Linked DNA regions of Mus musculus: region 2 is linked to region 1. Evidence: chromatin contacts called from public Hi-C data. All regions are on one chromosome and are shown on one strand. The core of a region is the stretch at or near the end of the contact, and the rest is flanking DNA. Distances in the headings are between cores, read along the strand shown.

The links. A called contact is a pair of places that touch in the nucleus more often than the background predicts.
Region 2: a contact with region 1 is called in a Hi-C map of uterus, with 3 times the contacts expected there. The contact joins the promoter of Rpl21 here to the enhancer-like site in region 1. A contact is called at or near these places in 7 of 39 promoter capture datasets (the C10 cell line, the HPC-7 cell line, embryonic stem cells and 4 more), 30 of 484 Hi-C or Micro-C datasets (B cells, CD4 T cells, CD8 T cells and 17 more), 14 of 115 datasets of contacts at active chromatin or transcription factors (the HPC-7 cell line, the SCID.adh cell line, bone marrow-derived macrophages and 7 more) and 4 of 9 other capture datasets (adipose tissue, liver, macrophages and 1 more).

The regions. Positions count from the first base shown.
Region 1 is chr5:146,765,685-146,769,750 of GRCm38.p6, forward strand. It overlaps Usp12 (ubiquitin specific peptidase 12), which reads right to left. Exons shown (of 9, transcript NM_011669.3): 2 at 3,253-3,333. Among named protein-coding and RNA genes, the nearest start is that of Usp12, 27 kb to the right of the region's middle. Within about 2 kb of position 2,102, at least 22 of the 459 cell types and tissues checked have an H3K27ac peak or open chromatin away from gene starts, as enhancers often do. A contact at or near this core is called in pancreatic cancer cells and uterus, where this site is marked.
Region 2 is chr5:146,831,281-146,835,961 of GRCm38.p6, forward strand. It overlaps Rpl21 (ribosomal protein L21), which reads left to right and starts at 1,610. Exons shown (of 6, transcript NM_019647.6): 1 at 1,610-1,891; 2 at 2,904-2,982; 3 at 3,168-3,229; 4 at 3,712-3,824; 5 at 4,284-4,434; 6 at 4,584-4,681. The coding sequence starts at 2,916. The coding sequence ends at 4,673. LOC115490268 (a small nucleolar RNA gene) reads left to right here and starts at 3,554; the gene lies at 3,554-3,624. It overlaps LOC115490276 (a small nucleolar RNA gene), which reads left to right and starts at 3,864; the gene lies at 3,864-3,992.

The sequences.
Region 1 (4,066 bases), core at 852-3,351:
CACACACACACACACACGCCCTTCTTTTGTTTTTCAATACAGGGTTGTCCTGGAACACACTATGTAGACTACTAGGCTGGCCTTGAACTCACAGAGATCCTCCAGCCTCTGCCTCCTAAGAGCTGGGATTAAAGATGTGTGCCACCATTCCTGGCTTTAAAAACTTCGAAGAGGGGGCTGGAGAGATGGCTCAGCGGTTAAGAGCACTGACTGCTCTTCCAGAGGTCCTGAGTTCAATTTCCAGCAACCACCATAAATGATTGCTGGTGGCTCAAAGCCATCCATAATGAGATCTGACGCACTCTTCTGGAATGTCTGAAGACAGCTACAGTGTACTTACATTAAAAAAAAAAAAAAAAACCTTTGAAGAGGGAGTCAGACAGCCTGAAATTGGAGTTACAAGTGACTAAGGGCCAACTGAAATGGTATACCAAGAGCCAAACTTTCCCCAGATCCTAAGATACTTTTAAAAATTCATATCCATACGTGTGGACATGCGTGTGTATGGTGAGCTAGCATTTTTACCTGTTCAGCCCTCTCCCTGGCCACTATGAAAATACCTTCTTCAACCAGTCAGCCTGGCGACCCCAACCTCTGCATCTGCCCAAATGGTCCAAAGGCTATGAATTAATCTAGAAGCTTTTTCCATCCCCACCCCTGCCCCCACCACCGTGTACTGTGCTGCTCACTCCCACTCTATCCTACTGCCCATGCCTCCATGCCAACTCCACCTTTATCCTGTCCAGTAGCTGACCACACCCATGTCATCACATCTGTGGGGAGACGGGGCACCTCAACAATCTAGATAGAATCCCTGGACCGGCTTTCTTTGACTAGGAACTCTCTGGCATCTCTGGAACACAACCACCAAACAGGCTGTGTCTACCAGATGGACAGACACAAGACAAGAATGAAATCAATTTGCAAGAAAACAGATCCAGGACACCTTCCACCTAATCACACCCAGAACCCAGAGGCAAAGAAAAAGACATTATTCTCTCTTCTCCACCCCAGGTCTTGTTCCAAACAACTCAGCTTAAACAATCCATCAGAAAAGTCTAGGAAGGCAACATAATTTGTTTAAATGTTTTGGAACTTTATTTTTATTTTATGTGTACAGATAACTTTGCCAGTACATGTGTCTATCAACTACTTCCATGCAATGCCCGGGGAGGCCAAAGGAAGGTATATAGTCTCCTGACACTGGAGTCACAGGTGGTCGGGAGCTACCACGTAAGAGCTGGGAACCGAACCCAGGTCCTCCACAACAACAGCCAGTGCTCTAACCCCTGAGCCTTCTCTCCAGCCCCAGCGATCCTAACTTTGCTAACAGGAATCTGGTGAGGAGGCTCATAATGGAGCTGCAGGGTGTGTGCCAGAGTGGCCTGAGAACTGCATAGCCCAGGAGGCGCCAACACAGCAGTGAGGAGACAGCACTCCACAGTCCAGTAGCTCTACTCAGTGTGTGTCCCATACCACAGACATTCAAAAGCTTGTTCATCCTGCAAGCTCCTCACCAGCAAAAACCACGGACCTACTCACACAACTATAGGATCAAAGTTCAAAACAATGTTTTCAAAGAATTTAGCTAATAAAAGTTTTAAAACAGATTAAACAAAACCAAACCAACCTATAACTAAAGCTAGATTAAGCAGGCGATGATTAACAATGCTGAGAATCATCCCATTTGTCTCCTGTAGGCTAGTCAGCTGTCTGTCTTAACTGCTGTGCAAACACAAAGGCCCTGGCTCCCACAGGTGAGTGCTTGTTGATGACCCTACCCACATAGTCCAAAAGGGACCCCCGTAAGGCAGGTCTAGCAGCAATTCTTCCTTATGTACTTCCCGGAAAAGCAAAGCAGCCTGGGAATGCAGCTACTTACGGGCTGATGGGAGGAGCTCTCCCTTACACCCCAAAGTGTCTTCCCCTCCTGCAACCCCCCTGCAGTTGGGGAGCATGGACTCCAGGGCCCTGAGCACACTGCACAGTGCTCCACCACCCAGGCTGTCCGACCCCACTTCAGAGTTCCTAGAACAGCTCCACAGATGAGCGCTGCTCACCATGCACAGAAGACACAGACGGGAACAGGACTCGAAACTGACCTCTGAGTTACCCAACCCATTCCCCACACCACCACTCCCAGGTCCAACACCATTGTTGTTTTTACGCAACACTGGAGTTTTGATACAGACTTAATCACACAAAATAATACAGAAATTGGTGCTTATGAAAGGACAGTTGTACACCCCACGTGTGAGAGCAGGCATCTCAAGGGAGTTGAGCCAATCTTGATATTTAAGGGACACCTCTGAGTAAGTAGTGTTACAGTTCTAAAACTAAAGCAGCAGCCAAGCAAACAAGAGAAAAGCTGCAGAGAGAGTAAGGGCTGGGCACAAAGGGCGGAAGCAACAGAAGCCGCCTGAAAGCATCAGCCACAGCGAAGCCCAGCCCTGCAACCAGACTGCTATCTGAGTAGAGGCCAAGGCTCTCAGGCACCTGAACCCTTGGGTCCTGAAAACCCCACAAGTGGCAAGATTTATATAATAATGAGGCATGACAACCAGAAGCTGTATTTCTATCTATCAAACAAATTCAATGGTCTCGCCACAGTTTATCCCTCCGGTCTATCCTGAGCTGACTGCTTTGTGGCCTCAAGAGAAGCATAAATGCTGTTTATATTTACACTGACTCATGATATCTCTAAAAAAATAATTCAAAATTAACCAGACCTGAATATGATACAACTTTATGATCATCTAGTGAGAGCAGCCATTCTGGACAGGGCTGCGGAGTTTCACTATCAAATGTATTTTTATGTCGTATCTGCCACCAAGACTGAAATATCCAGGACAGACTTGGAACTAGGAAAATAATATGTTTTTTCTTTGTTGAGTTTCAGTTCTGTAAAAAACACGTTCAGTTAAATTCCCAAGTTCTTGCCAGGCTTTACGGATTGGGGCCAGCGGCCTCTCTTGTAGGAAGCTTTTACATGGCTGTATATGTGCGATACACTAGTTAAAGAACTCTTAAATATCAAGCAATTACTTGTCTAGTTACAGATCAAACTTTTGCTGTGAGAATTCTGTTGCCATAACTGTGAAATTAGGCTGAAAGTCTTAAGACCTCAGACAAGTTTACCTCCTTTCAACTACAGGTCATTTTCAATCCTAATGCCACAAATGGGTTTCCTTTACTGAAGGAGGAAGCGTACTGCCTCAGTGCTGCACAGCTTCAAGGCTGGAATGTACTTACATTGACTAATCCAAAATAGTGCTCGTTGACCGGAAACTGTTCTGGACCAATCTCTTTCTCTAATGCCGAGGCATTGGCGCCCTGTAAAAAGAAAACCGCAATGATCAGGATCTACAGTATTTCTATAATGTACAGTCATACAGGCTGAGACAGCCTTCTAAGGCCACACTCAAGTTACAGCAAACCAACATTATTCACAAAGAATGATATTGAAAAATTAATAGCTTTAAAAAAAAAGATTTATTTATTTATTTATTATATGTAAGTACACTGTAGCTATCTTCAGACACACCAGAAGAGGGCATCAGATCTCATTACAGATGGTTTTGACCTACCATGTAGTTGCTGGGATTTGAACTCAGGACCTTCTGAAGAACAGTCAGTGTTCTTGACCACTGAGCCATCTCTCCAGCCCCCAAAATTAATAGCTTGTAATCACATGACTAAATACTAGTTTACACAAGTTAGTCAGGATTCATGTTCCTAGCATACTTCCCACCCTCTAAGCAATCAAGGAAAACTGACTTTTATACTGTAATAGAACAAGACTTTGCTGGCAACCACCTTGGAGCCAAAAGGAAGGAAGGAAGGAAGGAAGGAAGGAAGAAAGGAAGAAAGGAAGGTAGGTAGGTTGGTTCACACAGTTCAGGGCCCAGCCAGCATGTGCAACAGGACTCCTTAAGGATGGGAGACCCAACTGGACTAGTATCTATAACCTGCTGTCCTGGAGGAAGACCCAGAAGTAGCAGCCAGATGCCCACAGGGTAAGCAGCATCAGTGGCCCTGCACAGCACAGGAAGTCCCAACAAGGAAG
Region 2 (4,681 bases), core at 360-2,859, 65 kb after region 1:
ATATGTATGTGCATATACACCGAGGCACGAAACACACACACACACACACACACACATCACAGGCAATAGGTAAAGATTGGTAAAGTCTAAAACAATGGCCCAGAGCAAGAACATGTTTAATCCTGGCGTTAATTTTTGTATAGTACCTTTATGTTCTCAACTCTTAGGCAAGCACTAGTATCATTTTGATTACACTCAACCCAAATCAACTAAAGTAAGTAATATGCTAAAGAACAGAAAAATCAGGCCAGATATGATGGTGTCCACCTTTAATCGCAGCACCCAGAATGCAGAGGCAGGCAGATCTCAAAAAGCAGAGGGAGACAGATTCCTCTGAGTTCCAAATAAGTCATAGCCACACAATGAGACTCTATCTCAAAATCAAACAAAAATTGCCTTGGGGATAAAATTTTGTTATGACCAAGATAAAAATTAATTATAAGTAACCGTACATAATTTGGTCATAGATATTAAAGTTTGCTCAATAATTGAAGCCTCGGATTAAACTCCTGGTTAATTAAATCAGTTATGTTTTTCACACACTGAGATAGGGCTTCAGTCTTTTTTTTTCTTTTTTTTTTTTTTTTTGGTTTTTCAAGAGAGTTTCTCTGTATAGCCCTGGCTGTCCTGGAACTCACTCTGTAGACCAGCCTTGGCCTCGAACTCAGAAATCCGCCTGCCTCTGCCCTCCCAAGTGCTGGGATTAAAGGCCTGCGCCACCACGCCCGGCTAGGGCTTCAGTCTTATTACAGAACCTTCCAATTAAATGGTCATCATGTAGGGATTTCAAACAGCAGAACCTAACCCTGGCTGGATATGTCACTCGCTGGATTTTAGCGAATTTATTATTGGGGTTTATTAGCCGGATACAGTGGTTTTCAGAGTTCATAAATATTCAAGGATGAAGCTTGGAAGCAGGCAGAAGACTCCGGTCAGCAGGCTGTCCGTGAGCATGGCTTGGCAGAGATCTCAGCTTAAGACGTGCACTCACTCCAGCCTCCTGGCTGAACCAGCACGCTAGTTTCTTGTTTTGCTGAAGGTGGGAATTACCTTCCCAAGAACGCATACTAAGGACAGAAATTAATGTCTCCAATTTTAAGTGGGGCACTACTGCATATGTGGAATGACGATCCGAATAGCTATTATAAAAATAACAATGTTCATCTCTCAAAGTCCTCATCTATTATTCGAGCGCTCGTAATATCCAATTCGGTTATCCCCATAGATTATTAGGAATACTGCTTCCAGTATGACTGACTAAACACCCTTATCTACAGCCAGGGAGACAGGAAGGGAAGGAAAAGGCTAATGGGGTGCCTATGATGAGAGTACTTTACACACACGCCTGTCTTAAGATGTCAAAATGAAACCTATTATTTTGTACAATTAATAGACAAGATAGGCTAGTCTCTAGATAGGCTCGAGCTACAGGTATGAGAGGAAAGAAAACCAAAGTGAGGCGTTTTGTTTTGTTTGAGACAGGGTCTCGCCTATGTGGCTCAGGATGGCCTGGAAACTCAGGAGACACTAACACTAACAAGTACCACACCGCAAAACGCTGGGCAACCCAGAGAGGCGGTGCCTCCTACGTCACACGACGCAAGGTAACGTCAGCACGCTACGGAAGTCGCGTCCGGCTCCACGCCCGCGAGGGCCCCATTCCGGGATGTCTAGCAGGATGCCTGAGTGAGTTTCTGTTGGCCTGCTGCCTTTAATCTGCGCCGGGGAGCGTGTCCTCACGGCGTCTCCAGGTTATCGGGACGATGAGGTTCTCTCGACCAGCCTCGCGGGCCCGGCGTTTCTCTTCAGGCAGCTTCGCGGGCAGCCCTCGGGCCTTGTAAGAGCGCGCAGCCCCGCCCTCCTCCTTTCGGCCGCCGCAGCCATCTTCCAGGTTGGTACGCGCGTGGCTCTCTCGTCTTGTTCTCCACACACGCTGCGTGTGGCGCCCACGCCGCAGAGACTGCGTGTTAGGGGCGTGGGGAGACCGTCTGGAGGTCACTGCCCTGGGCGGTGTATGCTAGGGAGCTTCTATCCGGGGGAGCCGGGCCTGGCGCAGTCTTGGTTGCCGGGCGTCCGCCCAACCCCAGACTTGAGCATGTGCTGTCGGGCTGGGACTTAGGATTCTGCTTGGGTCTTAACGATGCCGGGGTGCCGAAGCCTGGAATTGGCTCGGGCGAGGAGGGTGCCCGCCGGGTCAGCCTGGTAATGATGTAATGGGGACCCTTCCTCTGGATACATGAAACACTTAGGAATTTTGGCCCTAGAAGACGAGCGTGGGGAAGGAAGGTAACATTAAGGCTGCTTAAGACTACAAGGGCAAGGGGTTATGTCTAGTACACCATGCTTTGGAGCTTCCCTTGTGGTTAGGAATGGCGGGTATTTCTGCCCTGGATGACTGGAGTAATCCAAACCTTGTTGGTTTGTGGGAATACACGATCTGGTTCTAAATATGTGTAGTAGGTAAGTTCGTAGATGGTGTTAAATTAGCATTTAAATTTAGTTGGAATGTGGTTTTCTATGCATGCTTCCTAATAGCATTCGAAAGTGCAGGTGTGCGATTAAGAGATTGTTGATAGAAAGCTACTGTAGTAAAATGGAATTAAACAGCATCAAAGAGGCTGAGTTTGGTGGTCTTCAAGTTACCCTGGAGTTGCAGGTTGCAATGTATTGGCTTAAGTTCTAGCATCCAGTCTGATGGTGCTAATGATAGAATTTGGCCTCTTTTGCTAAGAGGAATTGTGGGCACCCATTTTCAATTCCTGTGATTTGGAAGGTTGACGGAGGTGCTGAGGTTGAGAGGGCCTGCCCTGTGCGACAAGATGACTTTTGGGGGTGTGGTTATTGGGACAGTTAATAACATAAACTGTGAATTGTTATTTGACTGATAACTTTTCTGGTTTCAGTAACTCGCCAAAATGACGAACACAAAGGGAAAGAGGAGAGGCACCCGGTACATGTTCTCTAGGCCTTTTAGGAAACATGGTAAGTTTGTTATGTCTGTGCCTGAGGAGAAGTGGCATGTCTTAGTCTGGCTTTGCTTGTCAGAGACATTGTCCTTTACAGTGTATGTAACTGCCGAATGTGGACTTGGGTTGGAAACTGGTATACTCATGAAAGTGTACCTGTGGTTCTAGAAGTCTTGATTTTTTTTTTTTTTCCTTTTGCAGGCGTTGTTCCTTTGGCCACATACATGCGAATCTACAAGAAGGGTGATATTGTAGACATCAAGGTAAGTTGATGGAGTGGAGGGAAGGGCACACGTGTTAGGAATTGTGATTTAATTACTTGAAGTTAATAGCCCAGGATGGGGGAAAAGTAAAAGATACAGTTAAAAATAACCTTATTAGGAATTGAGAGCGCTGCCTCATGCCTTTGAGCCTAGCTAGCACTCAGTGCAAAGGCAAGCAGATTTCTCTAGTTCAAGGCCAGATGAGGCTGTACAGTTAGACCCCCATATGAAGATAATATTTGTTATTAAAGATGGCAGTGTTACGGAACCCCCCGTGAAGGCCGTGTCCTTTGATGGGTCGTTGAACAGATTCTGTCGCTCTGGAACTTAATGATGATTGTCTGTTTGATTGCTTGATGCAATGTGAAAACCACATTTCACCGGCTCTGAGAGTTCTTGAGCTGACCTTGAAAGGGAGCCTTGGTTAGTTACAAGGATTTGAAAAGAGGAATTTCTGGAATAATACTTTTTCTGTTGACTAGGGAATGGGCACTGTTCAAAAAGGAATGCCCCATAAGTGCTACCACGGCAAAACCGGAAGAGTCTACAATGTCACCCAGCATGCCGTGGGCATCATTGTCAACAAGCAGGTTAAGTGAGTAGAGCGCCTTTCTTTGACTAAGTAGCTGGCCTCACCCCCCCTTTCACTTTGCCAATTGGACTTAATGTCTTCATTGGCCATTCAAGTGGGGCAAAGGAAATAACCTTTTAAAACTCAGGCAAACTTAAGTGTTTGTCTTGTAACCTGTCAGGGGAAACATTAACGTTGGGGAGGCCGGATTCTGTGAGTAGTCGGTGCTGGCTTTTATAGCATTAAAACTTCGTTACAGGCTTCCTTTGCCTGGTTTGGCTAAGTTACTGTGGTTTGGGGTCTGTTTTTATCAGAAAAAGGAGCTTTAAAGTGCTCTCGAGGCCTCTTCCTTTGGGTGAGAATGATTGACATGTCACCATGTTGATCTTGGGGGAGTGTTAGTTAACAGCTGTCAGAACAGCGTACATTGTACTGTGTTTCTGAGTGAAGCATTTAGAACTTACCGGTCTTTGCTCATTCCAGGGGCAAAATTCTGGCCAAGAGGATCAATGTGCGGATTGAGCACATCAAGCACTCAAAGAGCAGAGACAGCTTCCTGAAGCGGGTGAAGGAGAATGACCAGAAGAAAAAGGAAGCCAAAGAGAAGGGCACCTGGGTGCAGCTGAAGCGCCAGGTGAGAGCTGCCTTGGCGGTGTTCACTCACTGTTAATCTTGAGGAACCCTTAGAACTTGGCTCACTTTGTTAATAAGCTTAAGAAGTGTGTATTCATTATTTCCAAAAACCACTAAACTTCACTATAATTTCATTTTTTTTCTTACCAGCCTGCGCCACCCAGAGAAGCACACTTTGTGAGGACTAATGGAAAAGAGCCTGAGCTGTTGGAGCCCATTCCATACGAATTCATGGCCTAATGTACACA